Regions from separate parts of the Mus musculus genome. Here regions 1, 2, 3, 5 and 6 are each linked to region 4. Evidence: chromatin contacts called from public HiCAR-type and promoter capture Hi-C data. All regions are on one chromosome and are shown on one strand. The core of a region is the stretch at or near the end of the contact, and the rest is flanking DNA. Distances in the headings are between cores, read along the strand shown. Region 1 holds the start of Rimklb (ribosomal modification protein rimK-like family member B). Region 2 holds the start of Gdf3 (growth differentiation factor 3). Region 3 holds the start of Foxj2 (forkhead box J2). Region 4 holds the start of Usp5 (ubiquitin specific peptidase 5 (isopeptidase T)). Region 5 holds the start of Aicda (activation-induced cytidine deaminase). Region 6 holds the start of Nanog (Nanog homeobox).

What was found. Promoter capture Hi-C pulls out the DNA fragments that hold promoters and counts their contacts. HiCAR-type assays count read pairs that join an accessible place to other places.
Region 1: a HiCAR-type map of astrocytes shows a contact between it and region 4, with 4 times the contacts expected there. The contact joins the promoter of Rimklb here to the promoter of Usp5 in region 4. A contact is called at or near these places in 2 of 39 promoter capture datasets (cranial neural crest and second pharyngeal arch cranial neural crest) and 2 of 115 datasets of contacts at active chromatin or transcription factors (astrocytes and embryonic forebrain).
Region 2: a HiCAR-type map of embryonic stem cells shows a contact between it and region 4, with 4 times the contacts expected there. The contact joins the promoter of Gdf3 here to the promoter of Usp5 in region 4. A contact is called at or near these places in 1 of 39 promoter capture datasets (embryonic stem cells), 1 of 484 Hi-C or Micro-C datasets (B cells), 1 of 115 datasets of contacts at active chromatin or transcription factors (embryonic stem cells) and 1 of 9 other capture datasets (adipose tissue).
Region 3: a contact with region 4 is called in a HiCAR-type map of astrocytes, with 4 times the contacts expected there. The contact joins the promoter of Foxj2 here to the promoter of Usp5 in region 4. A contact is called at or near these places in 5 of 39 promoter capture datasets (embryonic stem cells, hippocampal neurons, pre-B cells and 1 more), 1 of 484 Hi-C or Micro-C datasets (cardiomyocytes) and 4 of 115 datasets of contacts at active chromatin or transcription factors (astrocytes, embryonic forebrain, extraembryonic endoderm stem cells and 1 more).
Region 5: a promoter capture Hi-C map of pre-B cells shows a contact between it and region 4, with 11 times the contacts expected there. The contact joins the promoter of Aicda here to the promoter of Usp5 in region 4. A contact is called at or near these places in 4 of 39 promoter capture datasets (cranial neural crest, liver, pre-B cells and 1 more).
Region 6: a promoter capture Hi-C map of embryonic stem cells shows a contact between it and region 4, with 2.5 times the contacts expected there. The contact joins the promoter of Nanog here to the promoter of Usp5 in region 4. A contact is called at or near these places in 1 of 39 promoter capture datasets (embryonic stem cells), 3 of 115 datasets of contacts at active chromatin or transcription factors (all in embryonic stem cells) and 1 of 9 other capture datasets (adipose tissue).

The regions. Positions count from the first base shown.
Region 1 is chr6:122,484,962-122,488,123 of GRCm38.p6, reverse strand. Rimklb (ribosomal modification protein rimK-like family member B) reads left to right here and starts at 1,819. Exons shown (of 6, transcript NM_027664.1): 1 at 1,819-2,033.
Region 2 is chr6:122,608,422-122,611,540 of GRCm38.p6, reverse strand. It overlaps Gdf3 (growth differentiation factor 3), which reads left to right and starts at 1,454. Exons shown (of 2, transcript NM_008108.5): 1 at 1,454-1,845. The coding sequence starts at 1,575.
Region 3 is chr6:122,818,675-122,821,885 of GRCm38.p6, reverse strand. It overlaps Foxj2 (forkhead box J2), which reads right to left and starts at 1,702. Exons shown (of 11, transcript NM_021899.3): 1 at 916-1,702.
Region 4 is chr6:124,827,694-124,830,744 of GRCm38.p6, reverse strand. Usp5 (ubiquitin specific peptidase 5 (isopeptidase T)) reads left to right here and starts at 1,261. Exons shown (of 20, transcript NM_001326594.1): 1 at 1,261-1,460. The coding sequence starts at 1,350. It overlaps Cdca3 (cell division cycle associated 3), which reads right to left and starts at 569. Exons shown (of 6, transcript NM_013538.5): 1 at 472-569; 2 at 95-242. The coding sequence starts at 214.
Region 5 is chr6:122,552,051-122,555,310 of GRCm38.p6, reverse strand. It overlaps Aicda (activation-induced cytidine deaminase), which reads right to left and starts at 1,502. Exons shown (of 5, transcript NM_009645.2): 1 at 1,402-1,502. The coding sequence starts at 1,409.
Region 6 is chr6:122,705,632-122,708,984 of GRCm38.p6, reverse strand. Nanog (Nanog homeobox) reads right to left here and starts at 1,420. Exons shown (of 4, transcript NM_028016.3): 1 at 1,052-1,420. The coding sequence starts at 1,202. RefSeq lists promoters at 1,280-1,470, 1,386-1,612, 1,275-1,680, 1,343-1,724, 1,206-3,353, cis regulatory regions at 1,529-1,536, 1,622-1,627 and an enhancer at 1,547-1,584.

The sequences.
Region 1 (3,162 bases), core at 570-3,069, 2.3 Mb after region 4:
AGGAAGATTCACTTTTCTTGCCAACACGTCTGTTGGAATCTTCTTCTACAGGAGACCAGCTTAAACAACTAGCCTCGTGGGACCAAGCAACTCTTAACTAGACTGCCATTCACAGCTGGCCATTGTCGGGACTACAGACTGTAAGTCATCACAATAAATTCAATATAGAGAGACGTTCATAAATTCTCTAACTCTAGAGAACCCTAATACAGCAGGCAACTCCCTTTTAGCGTCACTAGGGAGGCGAATTTTCTTCAGAAGACCACAGAGGTAACAGGAACAGTCATCCAATCCTAGGTTGTTGTATAGCTCTTAAAATTTATACAATCTCTGTATTCACACGTGGGGAGACAGAGGTAGAGCTAGAACACACTTGTGGGAAGTGGTCTTCTGGCTTGGCAGAGGTGTACAGGTGCCTTATCCTTCGAGCAATTATTTCACCCACCCTCTAGACCAGTGGTTCTCAACCTTCCTAATGCTTTAATACAGTTCCTGATATTATGATGACCCCCCCCCCAACTGTTAATTCCTAACTGTAATTTTGCTACGGTTATGAATCGTAATGCAAATATCTGTTTTCCATGGTCTTAGGTGACCTCTGTGAAAGGGTGGTGACCCACAGAAAACCACCTGCGCTGCTGGTCTTCGGGATCTGAAATCAGTAGCTATGACTTGACACGGGGTACAACATGTTTGAATTGTAGCTCATATCTGATGTCTGAAGTTATTTAGGAATGCATTTTCATTGTAAAGGCTTCACTCATGGTGTAGAGAAGGGACTTAAGTAGTGGACTGTGGTCAAATGTTTCGCCTCTTCTTTGGACGATTTGTTAGGTTTCAGGATGTAGGAAATGCTCCTAAAATATATGATGTTTATTCTGACATCAACTCGCCAAGCTGGCTCTAGCTTCCTTGTCTATCTTTGAACCTGCCCAACCCATAGTATTTATCATATCGCTTATTTTTGAGGCATCGGATCGCCTGCCTGTGATCCTCCTGCCTCAGCCTCCCTTAGTGTACCAAGCTCGCCTGAGGCTGCAGTTAACGCGCCTTTCCATACAGAGGTATTGTCTTCGGTGCGATCGCAGATCCGGACTATTACAGTTACCATCATCTTTGTCCCCAAATCTCTGCCTTCTGGTGAGGCAGGACGCTAGGGAGGGAGGGTGGCTGGCCCCCTTAGCGGGCAGCGCGAGTACCCTGGCCAGACCTCGCGGCCGGAGGCTCGGAGGGGTCGGCGGGCATCAAAGCGCTCACGGCCGCAGCCCAAGGAGGGGCTGCGCGGGGCGGGAGGGCGCACAACGGCAGGGCCTACTCTCGCGGTGCCGAGCGGAACAAACCTCGCCCCCTACCCGTTTTCCAGGCTCCGAGAGGACGGTTTGGGGGGTGGGGGTGGAGCGGCGAGGCGCGCGTCCTTGGAGCGCCCGCGTGCCTCCCCTTCGCGAGCGCGCGCCCCGCGGCTACCCCTCCGGCGGCGGGGCGGTCTCCTCGCAGGTGTCAGGAGTCGGCCGAGCGCGCTCGCCGCCCCGCCCCCCGCCCGCCGCCGCCCCCCGCCCGCGAGTGCGGCGCTCGGGGGCGGGGCCGCGCGGGTCCTCGGCTCGGGCGGGGGGCGCGCGGCGCCTCGGTCTGGGGGACGCGGGGCGGCCTCGCCGGCGTCGTGCGCTGTGTGTGAGTGTGTGTGTGTGAGTGCGTGTGTGTGAGAGAGAGAGAGCGGGGTCGCGCGCGCGCGCGGTCGAGCGACAGGCGAGTGAGGGAGGGAGCGAGCGGCGGCCGGGTGTGAGCGAGTGTGTAGGAACGGGAGTGCGGGCGTCGGGGGGAGGGGGGAGGGAGGGAGAGGCCGGCCGACCGCGAGGCCGTGAGAAAGTGGGCGAGTGGGTGAGGACGCGCGGCCTGGCTGCGGGAGCCGGCGGCGAGGAGAAAGGAGGCGGCTCCCGGCATCCCGCCCCCTCCCCCTCCTCAGCGGACTTCCCGCGGCCCGCGCTTGCTCCTAGGCGGCGGCCGGCCGGGCAGGCGAGGGAGGAGCCGGCGGCCAGGTGAGCAGCGGGCCGCCCGGGGCGGCGGCGGCGGCGGGGGCGTGGGCCGGGGGCGCGCCCTCGAGCCTGAGGCTTCGGCCGGCGACCCGGAGCCGAGCTCGGCGGCGGCGGCGGCGGCGGGAGCGGACTCGGCGCGGCGCGGCGCTGCGCGGGGGCGGGCGCCGGAGGCCGGTGGTCGCTGGGTACCACAGTCGGCGGAAGCTGAGAGTCGGCTGCCTGCGGGAGGGGGCGTGAGGCGGCGGTCGCGGCGTGGAAATTAGGCTGGTTGCCCGTGTCGCCGAGGGGGTGTGGTAAGCTTGGGAATGCTGCTTAGAGTAAAACCTGCCGGCTGCTCGGCTGTCCTCAGGGGTGTGGTTGTCGCCACTGTCCTTGTTTCCTCTGAAGAATTTGACGTGACCGAGGCAGGAGGATGCTACGAGCCTCACCCTGATGTTACTACGTCCATCCCAAGGAGTACAATTTAGAGTAGCGATCGGCTGTTTCTATTTTCTTTTTCTTTAACAACCTTTGGAACAAGAAGGAAGAAGGTTACCAAATTGAATGTTTGACTAGAGTAGATCCCCCACATCCGGATAGAGAACAACTTAAGTCCTATTAATTTATTGTTTCTCATCCCAGGTTTGTAATCCCTGTAATTCATGAATAGAGACGGAGTGTTAAATCAATGAGGTTTTTTACTAACCAACCTGTATATACCTTGAATGTGAATTTTCAGTGCTATTTTCCCAACAATTGCCTGCAGTTTTCCCAATGCCTGAAGTTGGGTTAAATTCCAAATCTATGTGGAAAGTATATCAGTTGAATATGGAGAGTTTTTCGTTGTTTGGCTTTTTTTTTTCCTAGACATTCTTAAATCATTAACCAAAATCCCAAAGATTTAAGTGCCATTTAAGTCTCTTCTCCTTCATAACGGGTACGTTGGAGGTTATTTCTTCTGTTTTAAAACAGTTGATAATATATATTTAAAGATACTTGGAAGAAAACAAGGACATTTCAGTCAGTTGTAACCCAAACCATTGTTAGTCTTTTATAGTAGGTCTCTTCTAGTCCCTCGTGTCATTGCTTCTTAGTTTGTCAAACTATTTTCATCTCCGTTTTCTGGTAGCTCCTTAAGGTACTAGAGTCCATG
Region 2 (3,119 bases), core at 205-2,704, 2.2 Mb after region 4:
GGCTTTGAGGTTCTTAACCTGTGTCCGCCTCCTAAGCAGCTGGGATTGTTGGACTGTAATCACTAGGCCTGGTTAAAAACATCTTTTTTTTTTTATGTTGGGATTTTTTTTTTTTTACAGTGTTACCCAGGATCTTGAGTATCCACCACTGAGCTACACTGCCAGTTAGTGTTTTTGTACTTAGACTATGAAGTATAAAATTATAAAAATGTATTTTTATTGTTTTTAATTTTGCATAGGTTGTGTGCCTGCATATGGGTATGTGCACATGTGTGCAGGTGCCTGCTGAGTGAGGCCAGATGCGTTCAATCCCCTGAAGACAGCTATAAGCTGCCAGATATGGGCTCTAGGAACCAAATTTGGCTCCTCTGGAAGAGCAGCAAGTGCTTTTAACCACTGAGTCCTCTCTGCATCCCAAACTAAGAGAATCATAGTGAACTGGGCGTGGCAGCACACTGACAGCTCAGTCACAGTTTTCTGGACAGTGTGGAAGGACTACCTAAACCCAGGATTCTGACTCCCCTGGGAAAGATAGCAACCCCACCCCCACTCTAAGTTAGGTCTCAATGTAGCTCAAGCTAGCTTCAAACTTGCTATATGATTGAAGTTGGTATTATATTTTTATTCTTCTATCTCTGCTTCCTGAGTACAGGGATAAGAGGTTTGTAATTAGTTCCTGCAAGACACCATTTCTGGAAGGAAGGAAGGAAGGAAGGAAGGAAGGAAGGAGGGAAGGGAAGGGAAGGGAAGGGAAGGGAAGGGAAGGGAAGGGAAGGGAAGGGAAGGGAAGGGAAGGAAGAAAGCAATCGAGAGAGAGAGAGAGAGAGAGAGAGAGAGAGAGAGAGATTGAGAGATTGATTGATTACAGGGCTAGGAGTGACCAGAGTGCTTGCCTAGCGTGTTTTCAGCCCAGAGTTCCATACCATGCATCTCATCCAATCTCATTGGGAGCGATAGGTAGACTAGATTAGAAGTTCAAACTTGGGCCAGCAAGGTGCCCCAGTGGGTAAAGGTGCTTGCCACCAAGCCTGATAATCTGAGTTCAATTCCTGGGACCCATTCGGAAGACGAGACCAACTCCTGCAAATTGACCTGGGAGCTCCGCCCCTGTACTGTGGCATGCATAACCCACTCACAGGCATAATAAACAAACAAACAAACAAACAAACAAACAAATATCTTGTTAAAAGAGAAACAAGTTGAAGGTCAATCTAGGACACAAGAGACCCCCTCTCAAAATTACACATATAATAAATTATTCTCTACTGTGCTCCCAGAAGTTATCTTATTGCCTTGCATATCACAGACACACTAATGTCTGTGTGTTGAATGAGTGTGTCTTCCTTTTCACTCACGCTGTACACTGCTGACCAACCCGCGGGGAGTAGAAGGAGAAAACACACACACACACACACACACACACACCATCTGTCTTTTCACATTGAATTGCCTCTGAGGGGCTGAGAAGAGAGCAATTCACACTTGATTAGCTCCCAGGCTCCTGAATTGAGCAGAGGAGGCTAGACCGCTGAGCTGCGCACCCCAGAGGCTGCTCTACCCTGGCTCAGACGACCATGCAGCCTTATCAACGGCTTCTGGCGCTTGGCTTCCTTCTGTTAACCCTGCCCTGGGGCCAGACATCCGAGTTTCAAGACTCTGACCTTTTGCAGTTTCTGGGATTAGAGAAAGCGCCTTCACCTCACAGGTTCCAACCTGTGCCTCGCGTCTTAAGGAAAATCATCCGGGCTCGAGAAGCCGCTGCAGCCAGTGGGGCCTCGCAGGACTTATGCTACGTGAAGGAGCTGGGTGTTCGTGGGAACCTGCTTCAGCTTCTCCCAGACCAGGGTAAGGAACCCGAGGGTTTATCAGAGAAAAATCTCAAGTGGGTGCTGTGGAGCAGGGAGGAGGATACAGATGGACACCATGGCTGGCCGGAGTCTGGCCTTGGATCTTGCACATTCTGTCTTGGTTCCAAGATCAGCCCAGAGGAAGGCACGTGTTCTTATCACCTCTCCACGCTAGTCTAACTACCGCGGTGCCGGTTTAGCAGAATTTAATTTACAGTTAACAGAGAGTGGGTTTAGACTATAGGTCAGCATTCCGAGAGCTAGACAATGTCACACCTTGGGTGAGACCGAATTCAAGGTAGGTTTTAAAAGTCAGCGGTTCCCCACCACCTCCCTTCTCTTTTCTCCTGCTTACTCTCTCCCTGTTTTTAATATGTTTTTGTGCATGCCTATCCTAAGAGTTCAGAGGTGTCAGATCCCCTGGAGCAGAAGTTACAGGAGGTTGTGAGCTGCCCAACCGCATGGCTGCTGCGAAATGAGCTCCGGTCCTCTTAAGCATGCAGCCATCTTTCTTTCTATCCCCTCTGTGTTACTTTTGTTAGATGCAAAAGCACGTCTCTTTGTGTAGCCCTGGCTGTCCTGGAACTTGCTATGTATACCTTAGAGCAAGAGCCACCTGCCTCTGCTTCCAAGTACTGAGTGCTAGGATTAAAAGCCAGCACATCTCTTGATTTTATCTATTTATATTTTATTAATTATTTTATTTCATTTTGTTTGTTTCTTCAACACAGGGTTTCTCTGTGTAGCCCTGCCTGCCCTGGGGGTCTCTTTCTAGACCAGCATGGCCTTGGATTCAAGAGACACCCCCTACCTCTGCTTCCCAGGTGCTGGGATTAAAGGCAGGCGCCATCATGCGTGACTTGACTTTTTAAAAATACAGACCAATGGTGTTAATCTAAGGCACAGTTACACTCTTATAAAATTCTGAGGGACTGCCATCCCATAGCTTTTTAAACTGACCACCAAATTGCACAAGCCACCCGTTTGATGTTTGAAAAGTAGTTTCTTCTAGCCTTAGGCTGCGGTCCTTTCTTTCCCTACTTGATTCTTATTCAAAGTTGGAGCCTCTTGGGAGAGTCCACATTCCTGCATTGGCATTCAGATGCGTAGTCTTTCTGGTAACTGTTTTTTTCCTGGCTTGGGTGGATTTTGTTTTGAGACACTATCCTGGTCTGCAGCTCTTTCTTGCAGCTCAGACTGGCCACAAGTTTTACAGCAATCCCCCTGCTGCAGTTTCCCAAGGGTTGAGATTATAAAACGAAGATGAATAAA
Region 3 (3,211 bases), core at 453-2,952, 2.0 Mb after region 4:
TTTCAACACAAGGTTCCTGGGACCCAGAACTAAACGAAAAAGCAAGAAGAGAGATGATGAGACCAGTAGGTGTTTTCCTGGAGGAAACTCTAAAATAAACTCCTCAGAGGTCAGACCTCCCTGGTGGACAGCTCATGAAGATAGAGGGACGGGTGGAAGGAAGCTAGGAAGCACCTTCTTCTCTTCCTCCATTCAGCTGATTTTTCCAGCGAATGGCAGGACACATGAGGGGACTAAGGCAGATTTGGTATCTAGGAAGACTCCAGCCCACCAAGGTGCATTGCCCTGACAGTTCCTTCTCATTCCAGGACATGTGCATTCGCATTTCCCTTTGGATTTTACACAGAGAGGCAGATATCCAGCCTGAAGTAGGGTTGTCAAAAGGGGCCTCCCTCCTGGTATCCAAGACAGAGTGGGCGGGGACCTGTCGCCAGTCAGGCAAGCAGTCATTGTAATAGACTGGAAAGAAGACGTCTGTTGAATATTAAACTGACTTAGGCATGCCCTGGACGATACAATACAATCCATAAAATGCCCCCACGACTGCAGGTCATTTACTGCAGGTCCAGTCACCAGAGGACAAGACCCAAAGATGGACAGTGCTGTGGGATTCTGACTGTGCTGTGTCCTGAGTTACTAACACCATGGCGTCCTGAAAACGCACCTGTTGTCTGTTCTCAGTCCAAAGCATCAACTTCTCTAGGGGCTGCAAATGACCCAACCCTTTGGACTCCAAAATCTTAAAAGGCCATTTCTCAGAGTCTCTGAAGCAACATGTGGGTTCCAGTGCAAAAGTTCCATCGGAAGACATTTCCCAGGGGTCTTTCTTCTTCCCTTCGAATGAACCCTAAGCTCCACCATTTCCGCTCCCCACACCTCCTGGTGTCTAAAGACTACAGAACGGAAAGCACTAACCTGTCTCCAAGGCTCCCCCCGCCGCTGGAGGAAACCACCTGGTACAGAAGTTTGAGGTTGCAGGGATTCCCCTCTTCAGAGGCAGGTGACAGGTGGCATCCTCAGTGACTCTTCCAGTGCCTGGCGGAGCCTCCCAGGCTGGAGCAGGGAACTGAGTCCCCTGAGGAAGAGGAGTCGAAGGAGGAGGAGGGGGAGAGGGAGGACCTACCTGGGGAAGATGGCACACCCCCCACCCCCTGCCTGCTACCCTAGGGAGGAGGGGAGGAGCCTCTCCCAGCCAGGAGTTGTCTCCTCCCCTTTGGGGGAATCCCCCTCCCCCCCCAAACTGGATCTTTCAGGGGCTGAGGGCTCTTTCTGTCAGTTGGAGATCTGAGTGGAGGGGCTCTGCCCCGGTCCACTGTCTAGGTGCACGGAAGTTGAGGGGCGAGGTCTTCTACTCTCCAGCAAACTGGAACCAATTCCTGGCGGTTCCCTGGAGGGTCCTGGCTTGTGCGTATCAGGACGCCTCTCCGCGGTGAGTCCCGGGTGGGATGCGGGGTGCCTACTCCACAGGCATGGCTCCCTTTCTCTCTGCCTCAAAAGTCCCAAACTGTCTGGAGTGCGCTGAGGCGTGAGGGAGGTCTCACTCCGGGTCCTTCAGGTCTCACTACCCTTCCCGACTTCTGGGGGTCTCCGCTGGAGCCACCGTGGGAGGGACAGCCGCGTGCCCTGCGGCGATCTCTTCTGGCTGTCCGGGGAGTAGGGAGGGTCCTCCCTCCCAAGGGAGAGGGAGCAGGTCCCGGCACAGGGTGTCCCGAGGGTGGGGTCCTCGCACTCCGGCTCCCGCCCGCCTGGCCGGCCGGCCTGGACAGCAGGGTCCCGGAGGCCGCGGTCCGGGCTCCCGTCACCCGCTGCCGGGCGGCAGCGCCTCCCGGGTCACGTCCCCCGTCCGCCGCGCTTCCCGGAGCGTGGGGCTCCCCGCGCTGCCACCTCTGAGGCTCCGACCGGTCGGGGCAGCCAGGAGCCGGCAGGCGGACGGAGCGCGTCGGGGCTCGGCTCGGGCTCGGCTCAGCTCCGCTGCAGGCCCCGGCTCCTCCCCGGCCTCGGCGCCGCGCTCCGCGCCCCTCCCCCTCCCGCCGCCGCGGCCGCCGCCTCCCGGCGCGGGTTAAGGAGGAGCGCGGAGCCCCGCAGCCCACGGGTCGCCGACCCTCCGTCCCGGGCACTGGCGATGCCAGCGTCCACGCTAAGGGCCACACACACCTCTCATTGTGCTGTGGTCTACGCCTAAGACAAGTATTCCCAGTTTTCTCAGAAACGCATTTGATGGCTCCTCTCTTTCTCTTCCAGACAGCTTATAAAGGGTTATAGGGCCGGGCGTGAAGTTAAAGTTTACTCTTATCCTGGAGGTCAGTGAAAGATTGGATCGAGGATGTATAAAAAGATAAATGAGTCTGTTATAGAGAAATGAGCATCGGGAAATGGGGTCTTGTGTTAGTTTCGGCTCTGCAAACTTGTGCAAGGCCCTAGTTTCTGGAAGCATAGCCTGTGAAGAAGGGACTATGATACTCTGGCCTGCCTACTAATATGGATGTCGCAGTCACCAAAGGAAATGATTTACGAGTTGCTTTTTAAAATGGTCTAGTACACAAAGGGTTCAAAGCATGATTATTCATTTCCCTTATAAAATGTCATTTTTTTTTACCTTTGTGCTAAAGTCAAGTGACATTTCTATAGACTATGTTATCCTGAGTGCCACAGGGAGATAGAATGGGCTCTCAGCACATCCCTCTACTTCTTACAGAATAATCTCCATCCTGGGACAGGAAATAGAACCAGGTTAGCCCATCTCTTACCTCCCCAGTCATGCTATTCCAGTACAAACTCTTAGGTATATCACCCTCTGGCTTACTTTTCTCCAATTGTGTTCTATTATAAAATGATAAGACAAAAGAAATTGTTCACTTGATATTTGAATTGCTCAAAAAGATGACAGTTTGATGACTCCCTGTAGAAAGAGATGTCATTTGTCTTCTGGCTAAATATATGCCTACTGCCATTTACTTACATTCTTGTACATATAACCACATTACACATACAACGTCTGCATTAAGGCTTCACACTCTCCGTGTGTTATCACACTTGATTCTTACTGGCAATTCCATGCAGCAGTATCAGGCCTTTAGAGTGTAACTACAGCTTGAAGATATTGTTTGTGTCTGAGTTCATGTAATTCGCACCATTATGCAATTCGTAGTGTTACTTTGTGTCAGGTGTTGAACCCAAATGGCCTTAGAGCCAGGGTCTAAACCTCTAGTAC
Region 4 (3,051 bases), core at 12-2,511:
CAGTGGCAGTGGGAATGAGGGCTCATGTAAACAAGCTAGGCAGAGGCCCGCATCCAGACAGCCTCCCTGCATTCCCCAGCCCAGCCCAGTATACCTGAATAGGAGTGCGCTGGATGCCAGCACTAGGTGAACGAGGGTCTGCTACTCGAGCCACTTGCTTGTTGCGTGGCAGAGGCCGTGCTGGAGTGCCTGAGACGCTCTGAGTCGAACCCATCTCCACTGGGGCTGGGGACGGGGCCCGGCTGTGCAGATGCAGAGGAAGGGACGTCCGTCAGAAGAGACTCAGAGCTTACTGCTTCCGTGTCGGACCTCTGACCCCATACCCACCCGATCTTCCCAGCTTCCAGCAGAGGAACCTCCGGGTCGCTAGCCCAGAGAACTCTGCAAGGATAACGAATGGAGATTTTTAACAGAGCAGTCAGGTCTGCGGGAGCCTTCGTATTTAACCACTAATTCATTCACATTACTTACCGGGCCCCAGCTCGACCTCTGCCCGAACACCAGCTAGAGAAATAACTCCCAAAGCCCGGAGTTTCAAACTTCCCTCCACGCCCCCTGCCCCGACCCTATTGGCTAAGCCGAAGCAGACTCTCATAGGCCAGTTGTGGAAAATGCGCCTTCCGGAGCAGAAAGCCATTGGTCTGAAGGATGTCTATCATGAGGACTGGCCAATGGGCTGAGGACTGGCTTGCCCTCCGGTGGTGGCTCCGTGAGCTGGGGACTTTTGTTTAGTATCAGCCTGACAGCGGTGGACTTGATGGGTGCCACTCGGCCTTTCTGTTTCATTAAACAAAATAGAATGAGTTATCAGACTGTATGCACAAAGCCAGCTGGAGACGGAGTTAATATGGTTTGTCTAAAGCGAAACAGCCATCCTTATTGGTTGACGGAGTTATCACGCATCTCTCAAAATCGCCTCATTGACTACTGCTTTTCAAATACCAAGACAAGTGCTTTCTGATTGGACGAGTCCTTGGCAAAGTTTCAGTAATCAATGCGTTTAAACAATTCACAGTTTCTGCTCTGCACGTAAGGCATTCTAGAGTCCTTGAATCACAGCTCCTGCAACTCCCAGCCCTCCTGGAACCGCCACATGAGCACTTGCCCTGGGAGAGCAGGATTGGTCCTTTCGGCCATCAGTTGTACCCGCGGCGCTTTTTATTGGTATTCGCTGAGTGGGGGCAGAGGGTGGAGCGCCAGGAGGCAGGCTGGGTCCAACTGCCGATCTCGCGCGTCTTGCCTTTAGCGCATGCGCACACTGAGTCGCGCTCATTGGATGCGAGAGACGGAGGGGGGCGGTACTAGGTACAGTGGGAGCTGCTGTGTGAGGAGGAGCTGCTGCCGGTGTCATGGCGGAGCTGAGTGAAGAGGCGCTGCTGTCAGTGTTACCGACGATCCGTGTCCCCAAGGCGGGAGACCGGGTCCATAAAGACGAGTGCGCTTTCTCTTTCGACACGCCGGTAAGCCCATTCCCCACGCCCGCGACGACCACGACTTCCTTCCATTGCCCTGGTCATTCGGCCAGGCCTGCAAACCTTGGGCTACCGCCTCCTTGCGATGCACCCTGGGACTTGTAGTTTTCTCCATACCTCTCTGCTTTTGCTTTTCATTCTCTGTAGCTGTAGTATGACTACCACTCCCGGAAGCTACAGCTCTCGCCTTGCCCACTCCTGGTCTCGTGAAGCATTATGGGCATTGTAGTTGGCCATGTCCCTAGTTCCTATTCTAAGTTCGAATTGTAACCCGTACGGCGAACTACATCCCCCAGGCGACTCCCAGAAAAACCCTTGAATGTGGCCTTGCACGTTGCGCAGGGCTCTCCGGGTTTTGTAGTTTCATGTGGGAGGAGTAGGGGCGACTCCCCGCTGTTCAGGGCAAGGGTTGAGATTGGGAAGGTATGTATCCTGCAGCTTCTAGTCTGGAAGAGGATGCCAATCTGTGAAGAAGTCCGATTTAGAGAAACACTGAGTTAAATAGCCTCCACTAGTGGTTAATTTGGACAGGGGATGAGGAGGTGGGCCATTGGTCAGGGAGGAGGAAAAATACCCAATGGAGAGTTCTAGTCGTTTTTTCCTTTGAAGTGAACTATAGCCGCGACCCCTCCCATTCCTCCGTCCTTCACAGGTTGCCGAGACAACCCCTCTCTCAAGTATTCCTTAGAAAGGGTTTCTTTGGAGGATGCTAAGGCCCCTTTCTCGTCTTGCTCCCACTCTTGTCTAGTTAGACAAAGCCGCCACCCACACCGTGCTTCACGTTCTGCAGGCTCCACCTTGTACCTCCCTTCCTGCAGTTCTGCCTTCCTGTGTCATCTTCAGCCAGAGAGGAGCCTTCAGGCCCTAACTGAAAGGGCCGCAGTTTGGTTGGGATCCGCCCCCTTCATCACCCCTCCCCTCTAGCGGTTGTTGGGCCCTGCCCAGAGCTTTAAGCCAGACCAGCTCATGGCCTGAAAACTGCAAGTCAGACTGGAAAGGCTTCATTAATGCATCCCCAGTGCCAAGTATAGCAGCATAATGTGATGCCCACTTCAGGACCAGTCCTGTGATTTGTGCTTTGCTTGGTTTGCTGGGCTTTGATCAGCGCCCCAGATAAGCTCTGCTTCTCTCAGGTTGGCCTTAGTAGAAGTAAAGGATGATTGCCCGGCACGGTTTTCCACCAGCGATGAAGCCAGCACCTTTTATTTTCATCTGAAGAGTTACTTGAGTGTTCTCACCTTCCTCCCAGGGACGAAAGGTAGAAATCAGTGGGTCAGTGTTTACACTTAAAGACAAGACAGTTGTTCTTGTCTCTCCTTGGTACTTTATATGACTGGAAAATAATGTTTTTGTTTGTTTATTTGTTTTGTAATTTTTCCAGCACCTTCCCTTTTTCATTCTGAGGCAAGGGCTCTCCAGCCTACTTGACGTAGTAACAAACTGAAGCTGGTCAGATCATCTTCTCATTCTTTTTATGGAAGCAAGAGAGTGTAGCTAAGCTTTGTGGTGAGAAATGCTTTATTAATGAACACTGCGGTCTACACTATTCTAGGAGTGGTGCAGTGTAATTTACTGGTCC
Region 5 (3,260 bases), core at 253-2,752, 2.3 Mb after region 4:
TCCCTGAATCTCAGCCTCGTCTTTGCTTTGCATTTTGCCATGCTCATGCATTTCTCTCGGACCCTTCTCCATCAGGACATAGATCTCAGATTTGGTTTCAAAATTCACTATAAACCCAGAAGCAGCTCATGCTGTCTGCCTGCCTCCTGTGAACATTTGTTTGTTTGTTTGTTTGTTTGTCTGTCTGTCTGTCTGTCTGTTTGCTTTTTGAGGGCTCAGGATGTAATTAAGTGGCAGATTACTTGTCTAGCATGTGTGAGGTCTTCAATGTGGTCCCTGATAGGGGTGAGGGAGAGTGGGAGGAGGAAAGGGGGAGGAGAGGGAGGAGGAGAAGGAGGAGAAGGAAAAGGAAGAGGAGGAGGGGGAAGAGGAGAAGGGGCAAAAGGAGGAGGAGGAGGGAGAAGAGGAGGGAAAGAGATGGGGAGCAGGAGAAGGAGGAGGAAGAGGAGGAAGAGGGGGAAGAGGGGAAGGGGAAGAGGAGGGGGAGGAGGGAGAAGAGGAGGGGAAGAGATGGGGAGGAGGGAGGAAGAGGAGGAGGGGGAGAAGAAGAGGGGGTAGGAGAAGGGTAACAAAAAGAAAGAAGGAAGACAAGAAAGGAAAAATCTGGAATCTGAAGAACACCCTGCTACCATTAGCTATATTAACTCCATATTCTAAACCTCATAGCCAAACGGAAGTGAGCTCAAGTGTATGGGCTTTAGGCATAGTGACTCACACACTGGCAATAAATGTAAAAATCAAGAGAGAAATTTCTGATAATGGCTCATCATGAGCTGCATATAAAAGCTTTCAAGAAGCTAAGAAATCTCTGCATAGATGAATTAAACAGTAAAAATGTCACCAAGTGTCTAACAGTTGAGTCTATAACACTAAATTGCCTGTCTTAATGAAATTCTCTCCTTCAATAGACACCATTGTAATGAGTTGCAAGCAATTCATCTCAAATGTTTAGTTTTTTTTTTTTTTTTTTTTTTTTTGAGAAGTACAAATCTTCTTGCTATAACTAAATAATTCCTGTAAAGACTCCCCATGCGAGTCTTAAGATGTTGGATATTTGCCAAATAATTGTGAAAATAACCACTACTGTTTTTAGTAAGGAGTTGCTACGACCTCTTTGTGGCGCGGGCCTCTAAGGCTTCGCTGTTATTACCACAAGCCGGCTCTAGCTCTGCCCAAATCTCAGGACAAGTCAAGGCTTCCTATCTCTAGCAACACAGAGAAGAGAGAAACCGGGGGAAGGGAAGAACTTCGTGGTCAGAGTTAGGTCCAAAACCCAAAAGACCTGAGCAGAGGGTGGCAAGCAGACGAGGAAATTCGCGCACTGACAGGCAAAGCCTCCATCCAGACAGGCAGCCAGCACTACTGGAGCACATGCACAAGCAGATGAGACTGTCTTGTTACCTGTCCATATCGGTCTCCAGCGTGACTTTCTTGACTCCCTCAAAGTCTTAGGCCAAAGGAAGCTTGCTTCAAGCAAGGCTGCTTCAGTGCTGTTGTGTGACAGAGCACTGGCCCCTGGCATTCAAATCTGAGCTTGCTCTTGTGGGCTCCTCCCCCACGACAGCATCACTACCACCAGGTATCCAACATCTGCCTCCTGGGTTGGGTCCAGTAAAGATGGGCGGGGCTGTGGTGGGCAGAGCCACACGGATTAAATGATTGGGGGGCGGGGGGCAGTTCTGCTCATGCTTAATGTCCAACTTCCTTCGAGGCTGTTCCTCTAAAAAGCCAGCCCAGGTACCACAGGTAACAAAGATCAGGAGACAATAGCACTGGACACTTTTCACATTGGTATCATGATAATGAGCTCTGTGAGTGTGTGTGTGTGTGTGTGTGGGGGGGTCCCAGGTATCACACCTAAGGTCTGTGCATGCTTCCTAATTTTAAAATTGTGATAACAAGAATGATAGCAGTCATAGTGACTTAAAGTGGCCTTAAATGCATCTTGTGCTTCTTGAACTTACAGTATCTGTTCCTTCCGTTTGTTACACTCAGTTTTATGCCTCAGTAGAGATGGGGGTTGACCACCACAGCATCCAGAGAGTGAACTTTAGCCTCCTAATTCTCTAATATATTTTTCTTTTTTTAAAATGACATTATAAGATAGCTAGAAAGACTAGTTGCTTGCACCAAAAAGTGATTTATTTTAATTTTGTGTGTGTGTGTGTGTCAAAAAGTATTTTTTTTTTAAAAAAGAACTCTTTTTCCTCATTAAAAATACCTTACTGGAGGCCTGGAGAGCTGGCCCAGTGATTAAGAGCACTTATTTCTATTGCAGAGGACCAGCAGGCGGTTGAAAGCCACCATGTGTGGTTGCTGGGATCTGAACCCTGATCATCTGGAAGAACATCCTTTGCTTTCTTCCTTCCTTCCTTTCTTATACTCTTCCTTCCTTCCTTCCTTCCTTCCTTCCTTCCTTCCTTCCTTCCTTCCTTCCTTCCTTCTTTCCTCCCTCCCTCCCTCCCTCCCTCCCTCCCTCCCTCCTTCCTTCCTTTCTTCCTTCCTTCCTTCCTTCCTTCCTTCCCTTCCTTTTTTTAGATAGGGTGTCATTATGTAGCTCCTCTGGCTGGTCTGGAACTTTCTATATAGACCAGACCAGTCTTGAGCTAGAGACTGGATCCCGTTGCATGCACACAGCACATGCCCCTGCCCCTATTTTGTTGCTGTGAAATCTCTCTGTGCAAAGTCTCATAGTTCAGGACTTGGCTTACTCCCTGGCAGTTTAGCCTTCCCTGGATATCATATCTGAAATGTTAATGAGCCCCCATCCTCCTTCTTCCTCTAATTAATTTCCTCTGCATTATCACATCACTATCAGAGACACAATTTCCCTCACTAGTGAATTAATGAATTCCTGGGAAAAAAATTTCAGGGCACCGGGAGTAACCAGCACCAGCCGTGACATTACAGGGTTAAGGGAACCCAGGTGGTGGGTGGACAAGTCCCTCTAACTTGTCTCACAGGATGAGGCCCGGACCTTTGCCCTACTTTGGCCAATTGTCCAGGGAATGACATACTGAGACACACGTACACAGCCTCCCAAAGGGCCGACTTGATGGATATTGGCAGAGATGTTGTGATTTCTTTACATTTTAAAAAATTATATATATATTGCTGTGCTTGGCAGTGGAGGGGTATATGAGGCACGAGGGCCAGAGCTTATGTGTAGATGTCAGAAGACAATTTACAAGACTTGGTCCTCTCTGTCCACCATGTAGATCCTGAGGCTTGAACTCAAGTAGTCAGGCTTTGCAGCAAGG
Region 6 (3,353 bases), core at 171-2,670, 2.1 Mb after region 4:
ACATGCTCTACACACATGCTCTAAAAACACACATCACTTACAAAGGCTATCCCCACCCGTTCATTCCTAACCCAGCACTTTTCCCACCTCCAAAATCAAAAATTGAGGGAGGCAGAGGCAGAGGCAGGCGGATTTCTGAGTTTGAGGCCAGCCTGGTCTACAAAGTGAGTTCCAGGACAGCCAGGGCTACACAGAGAAACCCTGTCTCGAAAAAACAAAAAAAAACAAACAAAAAAAAAATCAAAAATTGAACCCATAAATCAGAAAAATCAAGATGACAGACATTAACTTAAAAGCTCAGAAAAAAGGGGACACACACTTCCTAGCGCTCCACACACCCAAGCACCGCTGCACACACCCGAGCATCACTGCACACACCCGAGCATCGCTGCACACACCCGAGCATCACAACACGCACCTGAGCACCGTGGCACACACAGCCTAGCAGCCTCTTGGTTCTACCATTTACAAGCCTGAGTACTGGGCTGACTCTGTACAGACAATGAGCTTCAGACCTTGGCTCCAGATGCTAGCTATAAGAATGAATGACTTAAACTGTGTACACTTGTTTGGGGTTTGGAAGGAGCACTGAGCTCACAAACCCAGAACTGCTAAGTGACATCCATATTCCCAAAGGTTGAGAGAAATGCTAACTGCTTCTGCTGGAGAAAACGGCCATTTGGGCAAATTGCAAACTAACTGTATAACCTCACCAAAAAAATGGGGTGCTCATTCCAAGCTAGGATGTTAGGTCTCCCTGCTACTGAAGACACCACTCACTGCCCCCGAACATATTCCAAAGAGCCCAAATATTTAGGTTCTCAAATACACACAAGAGCCTTATATTGCTCCGTCCTGTGTCCCGGATCTCTATTTCAGACTAGAAGGCCAACGTATCACCGGTCAAACTCAGAGGGGTTTCCAGAAGAGTGATAAGGACACCCGCTTATGTTAATGACTACTACGGTTCATAAAGAAGCAATAACCCTTCAGCCCGTTTTTTCTACTCTTACCCTAATTTACTGGGTTCTTCGGGGACTGAATTCCTTACCAGCCTCTGTGCAGAGCATCTCAGTAGCAGACCCTTGTAAGCAAGAATAGTTCTCGGGATGAAAAACTGCAGGCATTGATGAGGCGTTCCCAGAATTCGATGCTTCCTCAGAACTAGGCAAACTGTGGGGACCAGGAAGACCCACACTCATGTCAGTGTGATGGCGAGGGAAGGGATTTCTGAAAAGGTTTTAGGCAACAACCAAAAAACTCAGTGTCTAGAAGGAAAGATCATAGAAAGAAGAGTTAAATGTCTAATGCAAAATTATCAAGAAGTCAGAAGGAAGTGAGCCGCAGCCTTCCCACAGAAAGAGCAAGACACCAACCAAATCAGCCTATCTGAAGGCCAACGGCTCAAGGCGATAGATTTAAAGGGTAGGTCCTGCTCCTCCCCCCTCAAGCCTCCTACCCTACCCACCCCCTATTCTCCCAGGCACCCAGGCGGCACCCACGCCCCACCAGCCCTGTGAATTCACAGTTAATCCCACCTGCAGGGTCCACCATGGACATTGTAATGCAAAAGAAGCTGTAAGGTGACCCAGACTGGGAGGGAGGGAAAGCTTAGGGGGCATCCTCTGATCTAAAGACATCCCCCCCCCCCAAAAAGAGGCTTTACCTCATTTCACTTTATTCATCTTTTAACCACGGCTGCACCTCCAGACCCTGGCGATCTCTAGTGGGAAGTTTCAGGTCAAGTGGGGGATCTGAGTTTCCTCTTCCATTCTTTCTACAGACATGAAAGAGTCAGACCTTGCTGCCAAAGTCTCTGTTTATACACGGCTTTCCTTTCAGCACTCAGCGTTTCTTGCTTGCTCTTCACATTGGGAAACCTGGGGAAATCTTCCCTCCAAAAGTGCGGCTTTTTAACGCAAGTCTGAAGAAAGAGCCTGTGTCCTGCTTAAGACTCGGGCTACCTTAGTAAGTTGGTCCATGCTTTGGTTTTGAGACAGGTTTTTCTCTGTTGCCTTGAGTAGCTTATACTCAGTATGTAGACCAGGCTTGTCTACCACCATGCCCAATTTAAGGAGTGTTTAAATTAATGTAGAGGCCTTCTGTTTTGTTTTGAGACAAGTTCTCACTGTAAAACCTAGGCTGGCTTCAGACTTACTGCAATCCCAAGTGCCTCAGCCGTCTAAGCAATGGAAGAAGAAATTTATCGTATTTCAAATTTGGTTTTGGTCATTTCTTTGAGATAGAGTTTCACGTACCCGAGACTGGCCTCACAGTCTATTGCTCTAGCTGGTCCCAAACTCCTGATCTTCCTATTTCCACATCCCAAGTTCAAAGTTTGCCGATCAGTCCTTGTGCTCACAGATAAGTGAGTGAAAGCACTCTAACCCAGCTTAAGTCGGCTTCTGTGTATAAGCAGAGAGGGAAGGGCCGTCCTCTCGTAACATCTCCCATGTGAAGACTCTACCACAGTGAGTATTGGTAGGAGTGGTTCTTCCTGGGTTTTATTCTACAAAAGACTAAGCTTGAATGGCTCTTTTTGGTTTGGGGTTTTTTTTGGGGGGGGCGGGGCGGAGCGCGGGGGTTGGTGGTGTTTGTTTGAGTTTTGTTATTATTCTAGGCAGGGTTTCTCTGTGTAGCCCTGGCTGTCCTGGGACTTGCTCTGTAGAACAAGCTGGCTTCCAACTCACAGAGAGCCAACTGCCTCTGCCTCCCATGTGCTGGCATTAAAGGCCTGTATGTGCCACCACTGCCGCCATGGCCACCACAGCCACCATACTACTACTGTCTCCACTGCCACCACTGTCTCCACTGCTACCACTGCACCACACCATCATTGCCACCACTGTGCCATGCCACCAATGCCACCACTGTGCCACAGCACCACTGCCACCATCGTCACCACTGTCTGCCTCTGCTGCCACCCCTGCCACCATTACCACCACTTCCCTTCTTCCACTGCCACCAATGCTACCAATACTACCACTGTCAGCACTGCCACCAAGCCACCATTGTTACCACTGCCTCTGCGGCCACCACGGCTGCCACTACCACCGTTGCTACCACTGTGCCACCATGGCTACCACTGCTGCCCCACTACCATTGCCACTAAAGCCTGCAATGCCTCCACTGCCACCACTGCCACCTCTGAGCCACACCAACCCTGCCACCAATGCCATCACTGCCACTACGACCACCACTGCCTCAACTGCTGCCACACTATCACTGTCTGTCACCACTGCCACCAAGGCCTCCACTGCTGCCAAGACCACCACGGCCACTACTGCCTCCATTGCCCAGCCTGACTGAACCTCTTTTTTTTTTTTTTTTTTTTTGAGATTTTTCTCTTTATT